Linked DNA regions of Gossypium hirsutum: region 2 is linked to region 1. A link is a contact called in public Hi-C data. All regions are on one chromosome and are shown on one strand. Each heading gives the region's core, a stretch centred on a gene start, on an enhancer-like site or on the middle of the called end of the contact. The rest is flanking DNA. Distances are from core to core; before and after follow the strand shown. Region 1 holds the start of LOC107933183 (serine/threonine-protein kinase SRK2I-like). Region 2 has its middle 20 kb from the start of LOC107933192.

What was found. Hi-C and Micro-C count contacts between places; a contact is called where the count stands out from the background.
Region 2: a Hi-C map of leaf shows a contact between it and region 1, with 4 times the contacts expected there. The contact joins the enhancer-like site here to the promoter of LOC107933183 in region 1. A contact is called at or near these places in 12 of 34 Hi-C or Micro-C datasets (callus, hypocotyl, leaf and 2 more).

The regions. Positions count from the first base shown.
Region 1 is chrA12:18,605,831-18,608,652 of Gossypium_hirsutum_v2.1, forward strand. It overlaps LOC107933183 (serine/threonine-protein kinase SRK2I-like), which reads right to left and starts at 1,495. Exons shown (of 9, transcript NM_001327364.1): 1 at 1,319-1,495; 2 at 879-953; 3 at 675-776; 4 at 536-589; 5 at 350-442; 6 at 1-38. The coding sequence starts at 1,495.
Region 2 is chrA12:18,857,317-18,860,104 of Gossypium_hirsutum_v2.1, forward strand. No RefSeq gene overlaps it. Among protein-coding and RNA genes, the nearest start is that of LOC107933192, 20 kb to the right of the region's middle. Within about 2 kb of position 1,510, at least 1 of the 9 cell types and tissues checked has an H3K27ac peak or open chromatin away from gene starts, as enhancers often do. A contact at or near this core is called in leaf, where this site is marked.

The DNA of each region.
Region 1 (2,822 bases), core at 245-2,744:
CCAACCGTGGATTTTGGTTGCGAATGAAGAACTGAAGACTGAGAAGAAGAACAAAAATCAAACACATAAACATGAAAATGATCTTCAATAACCATAAAGATAATCAGAAAAAAAAAAGAAAAAAAAAGGAAATAATTCTTAACAAATAACAAGCTATTCCATCAAATATAATAAGTGGTACCATTTCCAGGACAGAATCAAATGAGCTCAACATTTTTTTTAAAACAATGAATCCATGACACAATATAGAATAAATACCACATCACCAAAGATAGTTCATAAAGTACCATATTATACAAAGTATAAGCGTAACCTCATCGAATGATAAGATAACAACAAAGGACTATACCTTCGAGTACCCAAAATCACATATCTTAAGCCGAGGAGCTGGACTTCCATCTAGCAAAGTGTTTTCCAACTTTAAATCACGGTGGCATACTTGCTTCACCAAGTAAAACAAACCAAAAACAAAATAACCTATCAGGTTACACGTAATACAATTCAAGGCATAGACAAATGGATAAATTCTAACTACCATCGCATGGCAATAACTAACGCCGGATATAAGCTGTTGGAAGAAGAACCGAGCCTGCACCAAAATAACGGATATATACAAGTTAAAGACAAAACAAAAGGGGGACATAAAATTGAATGCAAAATATAATAAAATAAACCTCGTCCTCATTGAACCGACCCGCAGCACAAATCCGCTCGAAAAGCTCTCCTCCGGAGGCATACTCCATTACAATGGCAAGATGAGTAGGTGTTAAAATAACCTAAAGTATCAATGTCTTATAGTTAGTTCATCAAACACTACCTTAATTTTTACAAAAAAAATATTATAAATAACAGTAAACTGAATCAAGAACTAACGTTACCTCTTTAAATCTAACAATATTCGGATGCCTCAATGATCTATGATTAATAATTTCTCTTTGAACATTTTCATCTATCTGTAAAACGACAAGGTAGCACAAAATTAATGCCAAAATTACAAATTAAAAGGAAAAAAAAAGAAGAAGAAGTTAGTGAAGTAGTTGAGCTTTGAGAAAACAGAAAAGTCGGTATCTTCTTTTATTTTTTGGATTGATAATTAATTATTATACTACCAAATAAAACATTTCCGAAATTAATAAAATTAATATAACTCCCGACAATAAATTGCAACAAGTTAGGAACAAAAAAGAAGAAGAGAGAAAACATTATCTTCAATAAATATCGTAATAATCGAAATGAGCATATTTCCATAAATAGACCAAAAGCACAGAGAAAAAGGAAAAGGAAAGAGATCATTGTTTTTTGAAATAAGAAGCTAAACCTTACGGCCTCTTTCGATGTACTTGACAGCGACGAGCTCCTTGGTAACCTTATCTGTCATAAGTCGGGCAACTCCGAAATTACCCGATCCGATATCTCTAACGAAATCGTAACGGTCACCGTCGTGCATAATCGGCATATCCATAGCCGGTCCGACCGTCAAGTCTGCTCGATCCATTTTTGTCTCTCTTTTTTTCAGTTTCCGATTCTACCCCCTTCAAAGAAAGAAGAACTCAGGACCACATCACCGGACTCAGTGGCTTCTTGGACGAATCACTGAGTTAAACGAGTCCGTTAATAATAACAACAACAAGAAGAAGAAGGGAAGGAAAGGTTATTAGTTGATTGGAGATTGATAAGAGTGGTTCATGGAGGAGCGGAGCTTTTGGGGAAGAGGAAGGGGGGATAATGCCAAGGAAATATCTGGTAGAAGCAGAGGAGGATAAGAGGAGTACGGCGTCGTTTGGAGGTTGTTGCGTAGTGGGTAACCAATAGAATTGGCTTCTTTTTATGGTTGTCTTATTATTTGTGGATTAGTTTTTATTATTGTTTTCTTATATATTCAGAAATTGTCGAATAAGAAAATAGAATGACTTAAATGTCCTTTATTTGGATAATATTTTAAAGCAGAGTGAGTCACGTGATTTTGCAAAATGCTAAGACAATTTTTATTCGGTATTATGCTGTCTTTTATCTGTAAAAACTGATCGGACGGTTTTGGCTTTATTATTGTCCAAATTAACACGCAACCATCTCATTTGTTTAAAATAGATTTTAATTTTTTTAAAAAAATACCATCTATAATAATATTGAAATTAGATTGCGTTTTTAATTGATGAAATTGAAAAGCATGTGAGAGCATGAGAGTTAGCGTGCAGAGCACGCATAGGATAATTCCCTGAAAAGGATGTTTTGGTAAAATCAGGTGGAATAGATTGTCCCCATTCGTGGGCAAAACGGCCTTGGGAACAAAGGAAAGTTTCTGACTTCCAAGCAGTATTTTTCCAAGTAAAGAAAACTGGCATATGATAAGAATAGATTCCATGAGCACAATGAATAACTATGTCAAACACACTTATAATCTATAATTTATCAAACTCTCCATTATATTATTAAATTATCAAACTCTCCATTATATTATTAAATTCCCAATTAAAATTAAAAATATTTTATGAAAGTAGATTTATTCCTCATATATTTGAATTAAATTTAAATTTTAGAGTCAATATTCTTTAAATGATTTTTTTAAATATTTCTTCCGCTTGAACACGATTTAATTTAAACTGTAAAATAAAATAGACTTTGTATTCATATTAATTTATACTTATTATTTCATATTAATTATTACTTAATTAACTTTACAATTGTATACCTATTATTTTATATTAATTATTATTTAATTAATTTTATAATTGTATATTAATTAAAATTGAGATTTAACACTTCAACTAGATACATTGGTATGAAAATAATTCTAGTAATAATGAACAAGTTCACACAAAAGA
Region 2 (2,788 bases), core at 260-2,759, 250 kb after region 1:
ATTTACTTTTCCTCAAAATTTTACTCCGCAAAACCCTTAAAGCTTTTTATTTTCTCCCTAAATTTTTACTTCCTCTCACTTTCCTCCTAAAACTTTTACTTCCTTCTCATCCCACCCCCTATCTACCCCAAACCCATCCCCCCATTTTTTTAATATTTTTCCTCCAAAATTTTACTCTCCTATTTATTTTCCCTCAAACTTTTACTCTCTAAAACTTTTTATTTTCCCCCTAAACATTTACTTTTCACTCTTTACTCCCAAATAAAAAATCAAAATTATCCAAAAAAAATCCCTAAACGTAAATAGTAATAATTTTATTTATATCTACTATTTATATTATTAAATTAAATTTCATATTTTATATTATTTATATTATTGAATTGTTTAGTCATATTAAATATTTATATTAAAATTGAATTATTAATGATGCCATAAAATATTCATGTTAAAATTTTATATCGGTATCAATTTCACATTTTATCTTTAAAATAACTTTTATTAAAAAATCACATTTTTACATTTAATATATTTTTTAATTCCAAAATATATAGTGGCAAGAATATGAAGATAATTGAAACAACTAAGCAAGCAAAGAAGCTAACCCGTATATAAAAGATTAATAAATAAATTATGAGGTGATGAAAGGTAATAAAAAAATTTGATTACGGTGGATAAATTTTATTACGATGGGTGACAGTGGTTATAAGGACCCAAAATTATTTTTTAAAATTTAACTCGAACAAATATATTCGATTTAATTCGATTCGAATTCCATCTCACTCGACTCGATTCGAGAAAATTTCAAATTAAATTAAGATGATAAAATATGATTTTTTAACTCGATTAACTCAAAATTTTTTTATTCGATTCGATCGAATGCTCACCTCTAGTGGCCGTGGCAAGTTTGGTTTCATCATGGATTGCGTGAAGTCGACAATGTGGCTAATAGTTTAGGAAAAAATAACTTGAGGCTTCGTTCACGATTTAGATGCTAGAAGATTTACCAGACAAACTAAGAGACAATCTTGAACGGGATCGCATTAGACCCCTTTATTGATTTGCTTATGTTTAATTAGTTTATGTTTGTTGTTTTCCTGTTTATTAAAAAAAAAAAGAGGGGGTCAAAACTTAAACAAATGATAGTTAATTAAAATAACCAAACCTAAACAAAATTTCTTTGTAGGATTTCGGTATTCTTCTAAGAAATAATTTCTGTTTTTCTTTTTTTTTTCATGTCAATTTTATAGAATTTTTTTTTAATTGGGGAGGTTCTTTCAGATTTCGTACTTTGTTTTTTTTTTAAATTTAAATCATTCACAACACCTTTTTACCATTTTAAAATTTAAAATTTGCCTAATTTTTTATTTAAATTTTGAAAAGAAATGTTATTATAGCCTTATAAACTTGATAAAGGGACGGCACACTAAAATTGTTAAAGGGTAGAAACCCTAATTTTGCCTTATGATTGGATTTAGAGACGGGCCAGGTCTGCATCAAACTTTGAAAACAGGCCAAAATGATCCATTATCAGACTAAAAGGGCCAAAACTAGACCATTTTCAGACCTCAAATCAGGCTTTAAAAATGAGCTTCAAAATTGGACCTTATTGTAAAAAAATCTAAATTGGGCACATTGGACCTTATGGAAAATATTAAAATTCAGTTTTTGCACCGGGTCAAATAATGATAATTAAAAATTAATTTTAAAACAAAATTGAATTTAGTTTTAAAAATTCAATTTTATTTAAAAAACAATTTCTAAATATCTCTTTTATTTAAAAATATCCACACTTCCCTGTCAAATTCTCATTAAGATAATAATTGATTAAATATTTTATCAGACCCAAAATGAATTTAGACCTGAATAAAATAAATTCAAATCAAACCAAAATAATATTTCCAATTAAAAATTAATTGAAAACTTAATTTAACTTTAAATCAAAATTTAATTTTATCCAAAGTTAAACTAAAAATTCAATTTGGTCCTTTAAATTCATTTTAAAATCTAAAATTAGAATAAAATTCAACTTAGTGTTGATTTCAACTTGTCTAAAGCCAATTCATTACATAATTTGGGTCAAAGGGCTCAGACAAAATTAGGTGCTTACAATTATGTATATTTGTGGGTTTAACTTAGAAATGGTGCTATTTTATGTGAGTAAAAGAAATAAAAATAATACAAAAATATTTAAATAATAATTATTGATACCCTAACAAAAATGTAAACAATTTTGATTAATTAGATTGTGGTAGAGATTTTAGAACTCATATATAACTAGTTAAGATATTTAGGAGAATGATTTTTTTTAAATAAGTTAAATTACATATATAATTCTTTTAATACATTATTTGTTTTAAAATTTTGATCATTCAGTAATTTCTTAATTTAGTTATGCTCGATTAATTTGTAACATCAACTTAATTAAAAGTTTGAATAATAGTATAAAAATCTTAACTTTAAATGCTAAAAGTTGTATCGATAAGGACTTGACATTGTTAGCAAAAGTTAGGCCTTCGGGCCCTTAAATACCTAGTTTCTGGCCCACCATGCATAATTGCCACATGTTTTTTTTTTTCATTTGTGTTTTTGTCAAGGTAGATGATACCATATTAGCGGATGTACTGTTTTTCTATCATTTCAGGTTTATCTTTATTTTAAAAAATATTTAATATATGTATATAAAAAATATTTACAAATATCAAATAATAAGGTTAAATAAATTTCAAACATAAAATACTCGTCAAAAATAAATTTTTAATTGAAGTGGTAAAAAAAATATTTTTAAAAA